4 separate regions of the Mus musculus genome follow, and all the other regions are linked to region 1. Evidence: chromatin contacts called from public ChIA-PET, Hi-C and Micro-C data. All regions are on one chromosome and are shown on one strand. Each heading gives the region's core, a stretch centred on a gene start, on an enhancer-like site or on the middle of the called end of the contact. The rest is flanking DNA. Distances are from core to core; before and after follow the strand shown. Region 1 holds the start of E130307A14Rik (RIKEN cDNA E130307A14 gene). Region 2 holds the start of Cdk19 (cyclin-dependent kinase 19). Region 3 holds the start of Fam229b (family with sequence similarity 229, member B). Region 4 holds the start of Amd1 (S-adenosylmethionine decarboxylase 1).

Region 1 (3,869 bases), core at 854-3,353:
ATGTTGCTCTACAACTTGAAAATCAACTTCACTATCATCCTCTGCAGCTGAAAGGAGAACAGGCAGTGTATTACCCTGAGATTCCAAATCAAAACAAAGACAGCAGCACAGCATTTAAAAAGGTAGAAAACCTATCCTCCAGAACATTATAATGCCTCTGATTTTCCAGTCTTCCACGTCTCAAATGCTATACTTTCTACCAACTGTTACCAGCATTCCGGTTCTCGATCTTCCAAGGTTCACAGCATCAAACTCTACTTGAAAAAGGAGTCTTTTACCCAGCCTTATTTATGTCATTGGCATTGTTAACAAAGAGAATTCACATTAAAAGGTAGTAGCTTAGAACGAGTGTCTGTATTTTGGGAAATGGTATTGTCTTGGTAGTCCACAGAAGCTGACTGTAGTAATAAAGATGAATGGCGACGAAGGCAAAGAGCATCAAGTGGGAAATGCCGTCTGAAACCCCATAGGGCTATACCTTGGTAAGAATCGTCTTCCAGAATACGGCTTTACCATTTCATCTTAACAGTTTAAAGCATGTAAAAAGACGCAAAACTGAAAGATAAAAACGCAAAACCTTGTATATCTGGCCCCTAACCTATTTATATTATAAACCCAAAGAGTGTTCCAGAACATAGCTTGTCATTTCCCCCCCCCACCATTTCTTCAAAATGGCTTTTTTTTTTTTAATCTATTTTTAAAATGCAACCCTGCAACCCAGCCTAGAGGAATTTTAAAATGCCTATGCTGCTGAGCTTGGCTGTGTTTCCTAACGAATCCACCCCCATTAGGTGTAGTATTTTATGTTGGGCGACACAAACACGTAGTTCCTATTTCCATGGATGCACATTTCCTGAAAGCATTGCACCTGAGGATGCCGCTCTGTCCCTGTCGAGGCATTAAACTCTAAGCAGTCACGACCTGCACTCACAGAAGAGCCACATGGTCACTTCAATGAGAAAAATTATCTGGCCCCGGGCGCCACTTTCTACAGCCACAGCATCTCCGGCAGGGGCAGAGGAGAGCGAGGGTGAACAGAGGCAACCGGGAGCGACGGACAACACGCCTGACACTTCGCCTCTGCCCTCAAAGCCTTTTCTCGAACGGGGCACTAGGGACACGTAGCGAGTGGCCGGGGTCTCCGCCGGGGACCGACCTCTAAGGACCCGCGAACTCGTCCTTGGGGACGAGGCGCAGCCACCCGACCCACCGAGGCAGGGGCTCCAGCCTGCTCGCCGCTCGCAAAGGAGAGACCGGGCGCCCGCCGCCTCTCTGCCGCGGAGGGGGGCGCAGCGCTCACGCGAGCCCACATTTTTTTTTCTTTTGCGCCTCCTGTCACGCGCGCGAGAGAGAAGGCGAGCAAAGCCGAGAACAGGGCAGACTCCGCAGCGACCCTGTAGAGGGCCGCCGGCGGCGGCGTGCGCGCGAGTGCGCGGAGGGAGGGCAGCCCCGACGACCCGGCGCCCGCGCTCCCGCTCCCGCCCGCTCCCGCTTACCTGCCGGGGTCGCCCCGAAGACTCGTACCACCGGCACCTTCTTGACAGGGAGCTGGGTGAGCGGGGATTGGCAGGTATCCAGCCCCGGCAGCGGGCTGGCCATGTAGTAGTCGGCAGTCACTATCCGCACAGAAAACATGTTCGCCGCCGCCGCCACCGCCACCGCCTCCCCTCCACTCAGCGACCTGGCAGCAGCGGCGGCGGCGGGCTCCGCAGAGGCGCCTCCTCCCCTTCCTCCTCGGTTCGGCTTTTCCCCCCCGCCCCTCGCACGGACGCCGGGACGAGCGGCAGCGGCGGCGGCGCGCGGAGGCTGCGGAGGCTGTGTGCTGCCGCCGCCTCCTCAGACGCTCCGGGCGAGAGGCAGCGGGAGAGAAGCCCTCGCGCGTTCGTCGGGTCGGGTGGTACCGCTGCTGCTGCCGCCACGGCCGCCGCCGCCGGGAATCACACGGGCTCCTCGGTCCCAGGCTGCAGCTCTTGTTGCCATGATGATGATGTCACGGACGCAACCACTGGGGGAGGGGAGGAGGGGTGTGTGTGTGCGCGCGCGCGAGCGGCGACGGGGGGGGGGGAGGAGGCGGGCGGGCGCGCGCCCGGGGTGGGAGGGGACGAGGAGGGGGTTCTCCCCCGCTCGGAGCGCGCGGCTGGGGAAGAAGCTGGCGGGAAGCCGGGCCGCGCGCCGAGGAATCGATGATTCGGCCTGTGGGCCGGGTCACTGCGGCGGGGCCCGGGGAGCGCCGATAGCATGGATAGGCTCAGAGGGGCGCAGGGTTTTGGCGGCTTCCCGAGTTCCCCTCGCCGACCGCCATGTCACATCTTACGGAAGAGGCGGGGGCTGCCGCGGAGAGGATATTTTTTGTTTTGTTTTGTTTTCACAAGGTAAGGGAAGCCGCCAGCGGGAGAAGGGAGGCGCGGCACAGACCTCGGGCGGCCCTGGCCGAGCGGGAGGGTGGGAAGGAGGGAGGGCGGGCCGGGCGGGCGAGCGAGCGGGCGGGCGGAGCGTTGGACGTGCCGGCCCTTCTCAGGTAACGCGGCGGCGGAGCTGGAGCCCGGGCCAGCTCGAGGGGCGGGGGCGCGCGGGCCTCGGCCTATAAAAGGGCCGCCCTGGCGCTCGCTCCCTCCTCCGCCCTCCCCTCCCCCCAGCTCCGGGCGAGCCTCGCGCCCCGCCTCGCCCGCCTCCTCTTCTGCGGTGCTGCAGTGACTGCGCCCGGCCACTTAAGGAGATTTATTCACGCGCGGCCCTGCCCAGCTTTGCCCAAGCTGGGCAGATACACCGACAGCACAGGGATTTCCCACCGTCGTGGTTTTCTCCACCCCCCCACTCCCCCACCGCCTGCCCCTCTCGCACTAGGACAACCACTGTGGGTTCCCCCGCGCAGGCTACACACACACACCCCACACACACACGCGGCACGAGCGAGAACACGGAAAGACTTGTTTGCTCCACTCACCTCCCTCCCTCCACTCCTCTCGCGGCTGCTCGGAGAGCCCCGAGAGCCTTTCAGAGAAAATGTTGGCAAAAGGGAAAGGCTCCTAAAAGTCGGCGTGTTTTCATTCACTCTTAGTGCAAGATTTTACTACGGGTTGACACAGAAGAAAAAGGGGGTGGGGTAAGACATAAAATAAAAACCAACTTTATTTGGAGCTAGAAAGGAGATGAAGTGGCACAGTTAGGGATTGGGGGGTGCGGGGGCAACAGATGCTGCTGGTGAGGATGTTAAATTAGAACCTATGGATTTTGTCTGGCTTGGTCACTAATACTGGGCGTGACCTCGGACAAATAATTTGATTTTTTTAGGCCTCGTTTTTCACAGGTGAGTCGTCGCCGCCGCCCCCCCCCCCAATTCCGCCCCAACAAAAAGATTAAAGTAATAGGAAGCAGAAACTACAGTTTTCAGCTTTGAAATTTGCCACTGAAATTAGGACACTTGACAGTCATTATCCATCCAAAGTAGAGTTCATTCTGTCCCACTTAAAAAATTATACAGGTGCATTTTACTGCTTGTTATATTGCCTTGTATCTGGAGTGGGGTGAGAGCTCCTTGTTCACAGTCAATTGTGGATTTTCACATAAAATCAAAAGGCTTAAAGGGACACATTGCAGAACGCAGCGTTCCATACTAACAAATGTTAATATGAATTTATGCTTAGGGTGATTTGAGACTAATCAATACAGTAAATTTGCCTCAAGAGCATCATAAGAAGTGGCAAGACTAGGATGTAACCTACTAACAGCTATAGTACAGAGAATTTTTTACAAATTGACTTAAGTATTAGAAGACTATAGAAGAGACTTTAAAATATGACTTCCACACACAAGCCTTTTGTTCATCAGCAGTGTATGTATGCACTTACCGTGTGTTCTTTGGTACAAAT
Region 2 (3,869 bases), core at 360-2,859, 620 kb before region 1:
TTTGAGTCTAAGTTACAGAACCTAAGGGAAAGGAATTCCTTCCAGAAAGGAGCCAAGGTGACAACTGGCTTTAAACTCACCATTCCCAGGCCTGAAGTTTGGTTCCACCGGGCCAGCTCTTACAAGCCAGTCTGACCACCGGCCCGAAGGGGACATTCTCGATGCTTTATCAACTTGTCTTTTACTGATATAACAATCCATAAAGACTTCCCAAGAGATTCCTACAGATCCCCTCAACTAAGGAAACGGCAATCCAGGCTCAAGCCTGTCACTCCGTTTTCTGTTCTTGGTGGTCTAGGTTCTCAATAAACACTACCAAAGCTCACAGCCATTTGACAGAGGCTAAGAACTTGAAGAAATCAAGATTTCTTCCTGAAGAAAAGAGAAATGGACCAGGTTTGGTGGCATACGCCTTTAATGATAGTACCTGATTAGCAGAGGCAGGCGAATCTCTCCGTTCCAGGCCAAGCAGGGCGCACAGATACCCTATCTTAAAGGGGGTTGGGGGGAATTAGATAGCCAAGATATATCTTATACCTAAGATAGCCAAGAGGCAGGAAAGATAAGCAACCAGAGAACACTTAAATCTTGTAATATACAATTTATCTCTCTCCAGGGTCCACCTTCAGAGTGCTGAATTCAGAATATTAAAATGTGGGAATCGGGAGCAGGATCGGGAAGTCCCCAGGTAAACATCAGAGATGAAGTCTGGGTTGGCAAGGAAGTCAGACCCAAGGGGCCAGCCAGGACCCCAAGCGCTGCGCCACCAGACAGGAGGCGCCCCCGCGAGCTTTCAAACCGCCGCCCCGGGAAGGCGCTGCGCCGATTGGAAGTTCCACCACTACCGTCACCAGCACAGGGCCAAACCGGTAACTCTTCAGCCAAGCCCTCCGGAGGGTCCCCGGGGACCAGACCCCTAAACTCCACCTCCAGGCGCGGTCTCCACCCGCCGCCCGCTGTTAATCACGCAGCCGCGACTCCAGGCGGGACCGACGCCCCCGACGGGGCTGCGCCGTACGACTTCGAGGGGCGCGACCGGCCAGCGGGGGGCGGCAGCACCAGTGCCTCCGAGTTAGCCCCGGGACGTCGCTCTGCGACCCACGCCGCCTCGTCCCGGGAGCTCCGACCCACCCAGCCCTCCGGGGCTCCGCAGCGGAGGGGACGGGACGAGCCCACTCCCCGCTCGCGCTCTTACCCATCTTTCCGCCTCGCCTTGTAGACATGCCCGTAGGTGCCGCGTCCCACTTTGCACCCTTCGTACTCAAACAGATCCTCCACCCGCTCCCGCTCCGCCGCCAGCTTCGCCTTGAAATCATAATCCATTGTCTGCTTCCCCCATAGAGAAACCGGGACGCGGGGGCCGCCGCCACTCAGTCCCTCCTCCACCGCCGCCGCTCCACTTCTCCAACAGCCGTCGCTCGGGCGCGCGCGCGCCGCCCGCCGCTCCGCGGTCCGCCTTCAGCAAGGGACTCCTCGGCGGCCGCGGCAGCCACCTCCTCCGCCTCCTCCTCCTCCGCGGCGGCGGCGGCGGCTCCCGCAGGCATCTACAGTCCCGCCTCCTCCCTTCATTTCCTTGTTTTGGAACCTGGTGGGCCGCGCCGCGGCTTTCTCGAACTCATTAAGGAACCAAGCGTCCCGCCCCAAGGTCGCGAGCCATTCTGGGAAATGTAGTTCAAGAGGGCTCGTGAGTTGTGCTACCTCCTCGGGAGCGGGGAATACAGTTCCCAGAGTTCCTGGGGCCTTTTGGGCCACGCCTCCACAAGGCATGTACGCCTGCGCTCTGCCGCCGCCCCACCCCCTCAGCGCGCGACTGCTGTTCCTGTAAACTGTAGCGCAAAGTTGCAGCGGGATTTTTGCGAGCCCGTGGGAGCTGGCGGGAAGGACACCTTTGCTGAGCTAGGAAGTAGATACCCGGCCCTGACTGTCATTAGGCTAGAAAAGCGGGAAGCACCTCACGAGAGCCTTGCTCTAGAGCTCATTCCGGCGCATCCGGAGCTTAGGACTGGGGTTTAGACAGTTGTACTACACATTGTTTGTTTTCTTGGGCAATTGATCCTCTGGTTGCCCCGCCCCTTGCCTCGGCTTATTGGCAGAGACTGAAGAGTGACGTCCGCTTTGGTGCCTGGTTATCTCCGGCTTTGGCTGTTTTCCCGCTCTTGATTGGTAATTGGATGTGCTCGGTTCTTCCTGATAGGTTAATCTTCTTTCTTTACGATGCAAAAACCGTATTTCAAAACCTGAAGATTCAGCGGTTTCCCAGCTCTTGCTAGGGGAACCGTGTAACTTCTACGGCCCACAGCCAATCATCTTTTTCTTGGCGCTCTAGTCGGTTTTATCCTAACATATGCGGGTGCGGTAGCCTAGCTTTAGCCATCTGTCTGAGAACAATTAAAGCGCTTGGAAGATTGCAAAAATGCAGCGTTTTAAAAACAATCGTTTTTGCTGGGTAGTAAAGCGTGTTTTACAGTAATGGCGAGGCTCACCTAGGGGTTTAAGGTATTTATCTTGCTCATGACGTTGATTCGTTATGGTGTCTGAGGCTCAGAACCCATCACCTCAAAGTAGTACTGTAAGAACTTAGAAAGTGCCTTACTAAAAATGTGACCCACTGCATATTGATGGCTTTTAAACCGAAAAGAAATTGAGATCCATTCGACACGCGCGTTTCAGCTCTCTTCCACTACCTAAAATAAAAGGCAGCATTTTATAACAAGATTAAATTTAAAAGGGAAATTTGATAAGGTGTCTGTGTCAAAAAGGCAGCTAAGCTATCCATAGACAACATTATTGCTGGGGAGACCATCTAAACAAAGAATCGACTTGTTATTTCCTCTTTATTTCCTTCCCTCTCCTTCATTTATCTCCAATACCTACTAAAACTTCCAATTCTTGTTCCTCTCTGTATGTCATGAGCTTCAATCATCAGGCCTTTCGATTTCATTGTGTAGGACTCCCGTGCGTACATCTATAATATGAACTGTAAGGCACAAGGCACAGTGATAAAATCGGCAGGATGACTGTTAGGCTAGGTGGGTAGCCGTCATGAAGAAAGCACCATGAGCTTAAATGTAAAGAACGAACAGGGCCTTGAGGAAGTGAGAGAACAGAGACCATAAAGCTGCAGGCAGGACAGCCTGCGCCCCGGTCACAAAATGATACATTAGGAGAAAGCAACCAGTTTGAGTCCTGCAAGATTAAGCTAGAAAGAAGGAATGGATAAGACAAGCAAATAAGGAGGTGTCAAACTGTGAGTCATGCTCGTTGGTTTTATGTTTCACTGTTCTGTAAGTAGTAAGTTCTTCACGAGCTGGAGAGATGGCTCAGTGGTTAAAAGCACCAGCTGAAGGTCCTGAGTTCAAATCCCAGCAACCACATGGTGGCTCACAACCATCCGTAATGAGATCTGACGCCCTCTTCTGTTGAGTCTGAAGACAGCTACAGTGTACTTAGATACAACAATAAGTAAATCTTTAGGCCAAACTAAGTAGGGCTGGAGCAAGCAGGGTCAGCCGGAGGGAGCAGAGGTCCTGAATTCAAATTCCCGGCAAGCATATGATGGCTACAGTGTGCTCATATACATTAAATAAGTAAATCATCAGTACAGCTACAATGTGCTCATATACATTAAATAAATAAAACTTTTTTTTTTTTTAAGTTTGTTAGTCTGTTTCAGGATCACACTAACCCATCAAACTCAGGCTCCTCCTGCCTAAGACTCACAAGCTCTGCAGTTACAAGTAGGTGCCACTACACTGCTTATCAAACACATTTGAGCTAAGAAGAAATGTAATCAGTCTGTGTATTTAAAAAAAAAAAAATCCTTCTGCCTGGGAGGCAGAGGCAGTTGGATTTCTGAGTTCAAGGCCAGC
Region 3 (3,869 bases), core at 958-3,457, 600 kb after region 1:
CAGACTGTCTCTTAGCCCCCATCATGGTCTCCTATTCACTCAACCCTGTAATAATCAAAGAGGTGGCTATCAAGAAAGGGAGGCTGGGGTGGAGCCAGGCAGGGAAGCATGTGTGAAGGGATATTGCAAAGGCAGGTCTGAGTGCATGCACGTAAGGGAGACCATGTTCCAGGTCTCAAGTAAGTAAAGCGATCTAAAGGACAGCACCCTCCCCACGAGAACAACTGCGCCCGCCGCTGTGGAAATTCACTTTAATCAATCTCACACCACCATGTCTCTACCCACCTTCTGAATAGCATGTAGCTTTGGCAGAGTTGATCCAAACAATAAAAAAGTATGCTTATGACTCAAAAGGCCTGAGTTTATACTGTCCATCCCCAACAATGACGCTCCAGGTTTTAACCTCCCAGTTCTTTGAATTTGACTAATCTGACTGTACTGGAGGCTCTGGGATTCATCAACAAGACCAAAGTCAGGTTTCCCGAGAAGATAATGGCTCCAACATCTAGTGAACAAATTCAAACTAAATTTCTACAAAGTTGGAAAGGCCTGATATTTAATTGTAATTGTCAGGATAAGTCCACTACAGCTGGTTTATAGAGAACTTTGAAAACGGATAAACTTAATGATTTAACATTAAAAGACCCAGGCATATCTCAAATGTCAAAAGGATTCTAACATCTGTATCTTACACTAAACGAAAAGTAACACACATTGTGAGCAGTTTCCACCTCTTTCATTTCTGCATACTCTGAGGGCAAGTAATATGCAAAATAATCTTTCAAAACCTGGCCCCCGCTAGACTCATACCATAGTGGGCAGGCACCCTCAGTGAAAACGTCAGGTTTTCAAAGTTACTGGGAGTCCCTTTAAAGGTTCTTTTTGGCTTCTTACGGAAGTCTATCAAGGAAGCGCGCTGTTCTGCAGAATGGTATGAAAATGGGCTATGAGAATACGCTTTGATCAGAACAGCAGACACCGTCCTAGCTGGCAACTGTTTCCTTATCCTCTAAGATTCTGCTGACAGGGAAAGGAGGCGTCCTACCAAGCGGAGACAGACTCACCCACTTACCTGGTATCCACATTCCTGAAGAAGCTGCTTATAGCGTCGTCATAAATTCCTTTCTAGAAACAAAACAAACTATAGCATTTACGTTTATTTTCTCTAAAACCCTTTTAGCTGTAGCAACTCTACAACGCTGAAGGGGCTCTAAGAAAAAGAAACCTAGGTCGACTCTTCCAATTACATCTAAAGGTAAAATGCCAAGAGAACCCCTGACTAAGTTTAACAGTGATGAAAAAAGCACACCCTGTAGGATTATACAGCTGGTACTCCAAGTGGGAATTTCTTGGGATTCTTGGTCGTTTGATGTATTTACCTACTTTATAGTGCTTTCATCTATAGCATCTACTGTCTTTCAAAACAACAACAACAACAACAACAACAGGAGGAGGAGGAGGAGGAGGAGGAGGAGGAGGAGGAGGAGGAGGAGGAGGAGGAGACTGCTAAAGATCAGGGAAACTTAAGACCAAACTCCTGACAAGTGCCTTCTGCCTGTGACTTACAGCAACACGTTTAAAAAGAAACTAGCCACGACCGGTATGAGAAGATCCTATGCAATTTATGGTACTGATTAAAAAGCCCAAGTAATCTGGGCATGATAGTGGTAGTCCTGGGGATGCAGAGACAGATGGATCGCTGCAAATTCCAGAACATGATCTACACAGCAAGTCCCAGGTCAGCCAGGGCCCCGTAGCAGGATCCAAAGCACCCCTCCCCAAACCTCATGTGAACTCTGGCAGGCCCGGGTGACAGGCAGGAGGGGCGGGTACCTGGTTGACCGCTGCGTGCTCCCTCAGCGCCAGGTCCCAGAAGCAGCAGCCGATCTGGTTCCCGCACTGTCCGACTGCAGCCAGTAGCGAGGAAGAGAGAGAGGTGCATTAGGAAGGCAACCAGGTGACTGGCTCCGCAGCGACCCGGTCCCCGCGGACGGGGGTAGCTCACCCTGTACGACCACCGACTGGGTCATTCCGCCGGGAGGACCAGCAGGAGCACTCCCGCCCAAACTCCCGCCTTAGCTTTCGAGCTCAACGACGCCCTACGAGGGGCGGCCTTAAGTCACGTCGCTGCCGCAAGTAGCCAATGTCGTAATGCCCTTGTTTCTTTACGGCCAGGACTTCTGCGCAAGCACATTTGCGGCTAGCCGTTACCATAGCGACTGGGCCTCCGGCAGGTAAATCCTAGCTGCCCTGTCAACATCCTTGAGCATCTGCAGCTCCGGAGGCCCTGGTAACTGACGGGTAACTAGGTTTCAGAGAGGCATTTAAGATAAGGGACTTTAACTTTGATCACGGGCTTTGAGAGGCTCACAGCCTAAACAGCCAGGACAGTGGGTCCGATTTCTCAGGATGATGCCCGCTAGTGTCGTTATCTAACAGAAAACGAATGTGGAGGAACACAGAGACACCCCAGACAAATAGGCTTATCTGGGAACAAGGGAAGCTAGGTACACTCCGACCAAATACCACAGCTAAGTTCAGAGGCCAAAGCGATGCACTCTTCAAACTTAAGATTTCTGGATAATTCAAAACATCTACACAAATCCAACTTCCAACAGCCGGCAATGCCATTGAAGATACACTCGATGCACTCAAAAGATATGACCTAAAATATTACATGGCGCTGACAAGGAGAGCCATAATATTCAATGAACAAGGGTCTAGGAAAAGAAAAGATGGGTTAAAAGTTAAGGCGTTTGATTTGATGTATGAACAATGTAGACGAGATTTTTTAAAGGCAGGGGTGGGGCACGAAGTTCGAAAGGGGAAAAAAAGGTTATTTTTCAGAAATTGAATTTTTACTGGGCAAATTAAATGAGGCTTTAATTAAGAACTAAATTAAGAATTTAGGCTGGAGAGATGGCCCAGTCAGTAAAATGCTTGTCTCTGAAGCACGGGGACATAAATGCAGACCCCAGCACTTAACAAAAATCTGGGAGCCTGTAACTCTAGGCTTGGAAGGCTGGAGAAGGGAGATCCACAGAGTCTAGCTGAAACTGTGAGTGTCAGATTCAGGGCTCAATAGGAGACAATGTCTTACAAAGTAAGATGAAGGATAACTAAGGAAAACACTTCATGTTTCACATCTTGTTTCCATAAGTGTGCACACACACAAATCCCCTCACTAACTTTAATGCTTTAATGAAGTTAATATTTTCCACAGAAATTCTGAGAAACTACAAAACCTTTAATCTTCATTTAGCAAAAGTTAAATTATACTTGCTATTAATTTGTCATGATATGTAATATGATATATAACATGATAAGAGCCACAATAATTGATTGATTGGTTAGAATACCTTATTCAGCCGCCAGGATACAGCTTAGTTTGTTATTACACAGTTTTGAAAGATGTGAATTTTGACGTTGTAGTGGGGTGTATGTATTGCAGAGGCCTTTCCATGTTTCTCTTTGGGTGTCTTACATCTCTTGTAACTAAGGGGGCAGATTTTAGCCAGGAAAAATTAGAAATTGCTGGATTTACTCTTACCCGCTTCTTGGTAAGCATGCAATCTGTGATAAAGGTAGTCAGACACTTTGGGTCTTAATATTGAAGTCCCCAAATCTGGGGTTTCCAAAGTTTGCCAAACATGGACAAATATGTGGGCTGTGATGTTATTAGGTCGAATCTATAGATTCTGGTGCTAACGCCCGTGGTGTTCTGGCCTTTGCAGAGCTCTGCCCATGCTGTAGTTCCTGTCATTCTCCAGAAGCCACGCAACAGCAAGGAGTTGTAAGAAAGTCCTTATGAGTTTCACCGATAACTTCAGTCTGCAGTGAATCAGATGTGTCTGCTTCACAGCCAGGTA
Region 4 (3,869 bases), core at 745-3,244, 570 kb before region 1:
AAATAACTTTGGACATACTAAGTTTGTGAAATATTTAAGCAAAAATTAACTACCTCAGCTAAAAGTACAACTAATTTGAGCTTCCATATAATAGTCCTTAAGAAAAACTATACATTTTACAAAGAAACAACGCAATTCATTGACGCTAGTTAAGTTAGTCTGTATTTAACAATAATTTACCTTGCCAAGATTCCTGGCACTTTTGTTAACTTAAATTAGGTTGGGAAAAAGCATAATAGTAATTGAAAAAGCAACTAATTATAAATAATTACAAGCCAAATTATATTTATACCACAATTAATGTTTGAGGTGGTTTGCAGGCAGTCTTCTTTTCAATAAGCAACCATCAAATAATTGAATAGCTTGTAAAACACGGAAATATTCCTTTAATCTTTATTCCAAGTATAACCGCATCCTCCTTGAATTACTATTATAATAGACTAAGTAGCATTTATTAAATTTTGTCCTTATCCCTAGTTTGAGTTGGATGCTTTTAAAAACATGGCAAAAGCAATATACGTATCTACCTCATCACACGGGTTCTTTCTCAACAAATTTCATAGAGACATGTGAATCCATGCTCTTGTAAGACAAGAGCTCGTCTTCAGGGTATGTATGAATCAAATTTCAACAGTTGCAGTGGATTTCTCTAGGGATAATAGGAGACGGTCCCTTTGTCTTGTGACTATAATCATTTTTAATTTTATGAGCTTGGTGACTTTCCCCCAGTGTTTCCAAGTAACTAATAACTTTGTTAACATCTTTTGCTTCTTAAGATTAAAAAAAAAAAAAGAAAGAAAGAAAGTGGCCTTGTCCCAGCTCCCTCCCCCAGGCTGGTGTGAGTGTGCAAGTATGTGTGCAGAGCTTGTGTTTCATACTGCAAATATAAATAAAGGAAGATAGCAGAAGAAAAAAAAAACAAAACAAAATCCTACTTGGATTTGACCCCTAATTTATACTTTAGATTATCATTAGTGAAAACTCTTTGCTACCCATTTACATTATTATTATATACTCGCGAAGATCCTTTTTAGGCATTTAGGCAATTTTAGGCAAATTTGTAAATTTGCGTGGTACTGGTGGTTGTGAGGAATACTTTCAATTAGTTCACCCCTTTAAGAATAGCCTAAGAAAAATATCAAATAACCTCGTATTATACTTAATAAAGCTAGTTCCTAGGAAGTTTTGCAAACTAAATATCCACCAGTTGACCTAATGGAGTACGGGTTGATAGGTGTCTGCTGGAAGGCGGCCAACTCCTAAGCTAGGCTAGGCACACGGTGGGGGGTAGATAGCGCCGGAGCCCTCCAAGGCTGGGCGCCACGTTGCTTTTCTCTTTTCTCTTTTGAAATAGGAAGACGACGCTTCTGGCTATTGTGTAAACCCGTGGAGAACTGCCTTCATTCCCACATCAGATAAAGCACAAGCAGAATTAAAGCGCATTCCAATCCGACCCCGGGCCACACGTACGTCACTGACAATTTTATTGCCTAGGCTGCGTTCGTCTCGTGGAAACACGTGAAAAAATGGTTTAAAAAAATTTTTTTTAAAAAGCCAAAAACCACCTCGGCTTGAAACGAGAAACCGCACAGGATCAAAGCACTACGCCAACCCAGCAGTGGCCACCGCCCCCGCCGAGCCCCGCGACACCCCTCCAGACTCCCTCCTGTTTTCTGCTAACCAGCTGTGTGCAGCGTGGGACAGCCTCGCCTGTCTCCCGCTCTCCCCACCAGCTCCACAAGTAATCCCAGATTCCCAAGTCCCCAGCCGGACAACAGAGCGGTCTCCCGCTCAAGGGACAGCGGCAGCTCCATCTGCAACCAAGCTGGTAGTCCCCTGCACTCCCCGTGGGCCCACCGCCAGCCAGCCGGCGTTCGGCGACGTTTGACTGACACGAAGCGGTCCCTATGAGGCCCTGAGGGCGGGGCGATGGCGTCACTTCCTGGCCTGTCGGGGAGGATGCTTATATAAGGTCTGCGCTCACGCAGAACCCTCGCTTACACAGTATGGCCGGCGACATTAGCTAGCGCTCGCTCAACTCTCCTAACGGGAAAGCAGCGGACTACAAGAGACTGAACTGTATCTGCCTCTATTTCCAACAGACTCACGTTCAACTTTCGCTCACGAAAATAGCCGGGAAAATTTTATTAGTCCTTTTTTTAAAAAAAAGTTAATATAAAATTATAGCAAAAAAAAAAAAAAAAGGAACCTGAACTTTAGTAACACAGCTGGAACAATCCGCAGCGGCGGCAGGAGCGGCGGGAGAAGAGATTTAATTTAGTTGATTTTCTGTGGTTGTTGGTTGTTCGCTAGTCTCACGGTGATGGAAGCTGCACATTTTTTCGAAGGGACGGAGAAACTGCTGGAGGTCTGGTTTTCCAGACAGCAGTCCGACGCAAGCCAGGGATCTGGGGATCTTCGTACCATCCCAAGGTGGGTGCCTGGGCCTGAGGGCGGCTCGCCGCCGACTGCGAGGCACGAGTCGCGGCCTCAGGTGGGGCCAGGTCGGCGGGCGGGAACTGGCTTCTCCCGCCGCCGTTGCGGGGCCGCCTGCGCCGCCTGGGGGAGGGGAGGAGGCCGGCGCGGCCGCGTGCTCAGGTAACGTCCCCGGCGGACGGCGGGGCTGGGCTGACGGGCTCCGGCGGGGGGCACGCGGCCCTCCGGCAGGTGTGGCTGGGTGAGGGGCGGGCGGAGCACGAGCTGGGTGGGCCTGGGCCGCGGGGCGACCAGCAGGCCTCCCGCCGCGGGGTAGGCGGCCGCGCGTGGCGCTCGCTCGGGCGGCGGGATTGGGCGGGAGCGGCCGTGTCGCAGTGCCGGGCCCCGCCGACGCCCGGACGTGCCCTGCAGCAGAGCGGGGCGCCTCGGGACCCTCCGCGGGCTTTGCCCGGGAGGCTCCTGACCTTGGGCTGTGTAACCTGTTACGGAGGCGAAGTCCGGGAGAGCGCAGCGGGGTGCTGGAGGGTTTGCCTGCTTCCCGGGGTACAAGCCTGTCAGCCCGAAGATCTATTTTACTTAATGCCTTAAGCTGGAGCAAAGGAGACCTGCGGGCCCCCTGCTCACACCCGACACGGGAGGTGGTGCGGAGAGTTGCTAGTGACCTCGCTGGGAGAGTCGAGCATTGAAGCGCGGATGACACTGAGGATGCATGGACCCGGCGGCGGTGACACCAGCCTCCCGCTTTGGTGGCCGGTACCCGGGCTCCGCCGTGCTCCGAAGCGCACTAATGGGACTAGAGTGGCGGAGGAACCGGCGTGGTCCGGTTCATTGAGAGGCGGACCAATGAGCTCCTGGGCCCCTCCGGAGCCTGGCCCCAGGGTGTGGACCAATGGGCGTTTTAGGAATGTTGGCTGCGCGGTGCAACCGTCCTCTGACAAAAAGCGAGAAGAGAATCCCAGCGGCCACGTGCTGCCGAGACTTTAAGGCACACTGGGAAACGCAGTTCCTACTAGTTGCTGCAGACGTTTCCATTGTAGGGAAAAAAATGTACCCGAAGTGCTAAGGTCTCAGTTTTCGATCCTCATGTGAAGTGTGTGCCATTTTCAGTTACAAACCCTTGACGTTTTCTCATAGTAAGCATAGAGAAGCTTACCTCTTTTACAGATATGGAAAGCTGATTGTGATAGGCGTCTCGGAAAGCTGGTGCTTCCAGGATTATTTCCTAGAAAATCTTGGTACGACCTGAAAGAGGGGTACGCAAGGAAATTACAAAAAACATTTCTTGTTGATAAAGAGAAGATTTTCGTTCTCAACTTAGTTGGAAGTACCAGAGTGGGATTCTAAAAATAGATCAGAGGTTAAGGGTCCTAGATACTAGATAGTTAGTTGTCCAGGGGACCCGGATTTAATTCTCAGCACCCACATTGCAGCTC

Evidence for each region. Hi-C and Micro-C count contacts between places; a contact is called where the count stands out from the background. ChIA-PET counts read pairs in DNA pulled down with a chosen protein or histone mark.
Region 2: a contact with region 1 is called in a Micro-C map of embryonic stem cells, with 5 times the contacts expected there. The contact joins the promoter of Cdk19 here to the promoter of E130307A14Rik in region 1. A contact is called at or near these places in 2 of 39 promoter capture datasets (erythroid cells and pre-B cells), 3 of 484 Hi-C or Micro-C datasets (all in embryonic stem cells) and 1 of 115 datasets of contacts at active chromatin or transcription factors (effector CD8 T cells).
Region 3: a Hi-C map of bone marrow-derived macrophages shows a contact between it and region 1, with 17 read pairs. The contact joins the promoter of Fam229b here to the promoter of E130307A14Rik in region 1. A contact is called at or near these places in 15 of 39 promoter capture datasets (the 3T3-L1 cell line, 3T3-L1-derived adipocytes, the C10 cell line and 9 more), 2 of 484 Hi-C or Micro-C datasets (bone marrow-derived macrophages and embryonic stem cells), 4 of 115 datasets of contacts at active chromatin or transcription factors (bone marrow-derived macrophages, epiblast stem cells, large pre-B cells and 1 more) and 3 of 9 other capture datasets (adipose tissue, liver and pancreatic islet).
Region 4: a contact with region 1 is called in an RNA polymerase II ChIA-PET map of memory CD8 T cells, with 32 read pairs. The contact joins the promoter of Amd1 here to the promoter of E130307A14Rik in region 1. A contact is called at or near these places in 1 of 39 promoter capture datasets (pre-B cells), 3 of 484 Hi-C or Micro-C datasets (all in embryonic stem cells) and 1 of 115 datasets of contacts at active chromatin or transcription factors (memory CD8 T cells).

The regions. Positions count from the first base shown.
Region 1 is chr10:39,730,241-39,734,109 of GRCm38.p6, reverse strand. It overlaps E130307A14Rik (RIKEN cDNA E130307A14 gene), which reads left to right and starts at 2,103. Exons shown (of 3, transcript NR_038037.1): 1 at 2,103-2,372. It overlaps Rev3l (REV3 like, DNA directed polymerase zeta catalytic subunit), which reads right to left and starts at 1,950. Exons shown (of 32, transcript NM_011264.3): 1 at 1,497-1,950. The coding sequence starts at 1,635.
Region 2 is chr10:40,347,048-40,350,916 of GRCm38.p6, reverse strand. It overlaps Cdk19 (cyclin-dependent kinase 19), which reads right to left and starts at 1,609. Exons shown (of 13, transcript NM_001168304.1): 1 at 1,196-1,609. The coding sequence starts at 1,323.
Region 3 is chr10:39,132,244-39,136,112 of GRCm38.p6, reverse strand. It overlaps Fam229b (family with sequence similarity 229, member B), which reads left to right and starts at 2,207. Exons shown (of 5, transcript NM_183254.2): 1 at 2,207-2,290; 2 at 3,735-3,866. Tube1 (tubulin, epsilon 1) reads right to left here and starts at 2,090. Exons shown (of 12, transcript NM_028006.2): 1 at 2,006-2,090; 2 at 1,834-1,907; 3 at 1,073-1,125. The coding sequence starts at 2,030.
Region 4 is chr10:40,300,313-40,304,181 of GRCm38.p6, reverse strand. Amd1 (S-adenosylmethionine decarboxylase 1) reads left to right here and starts at 1,994. Exons shown (of 8, transcript NM_009665.5): 1 at 1,994-2,433. The coding sequence starts at 2,324.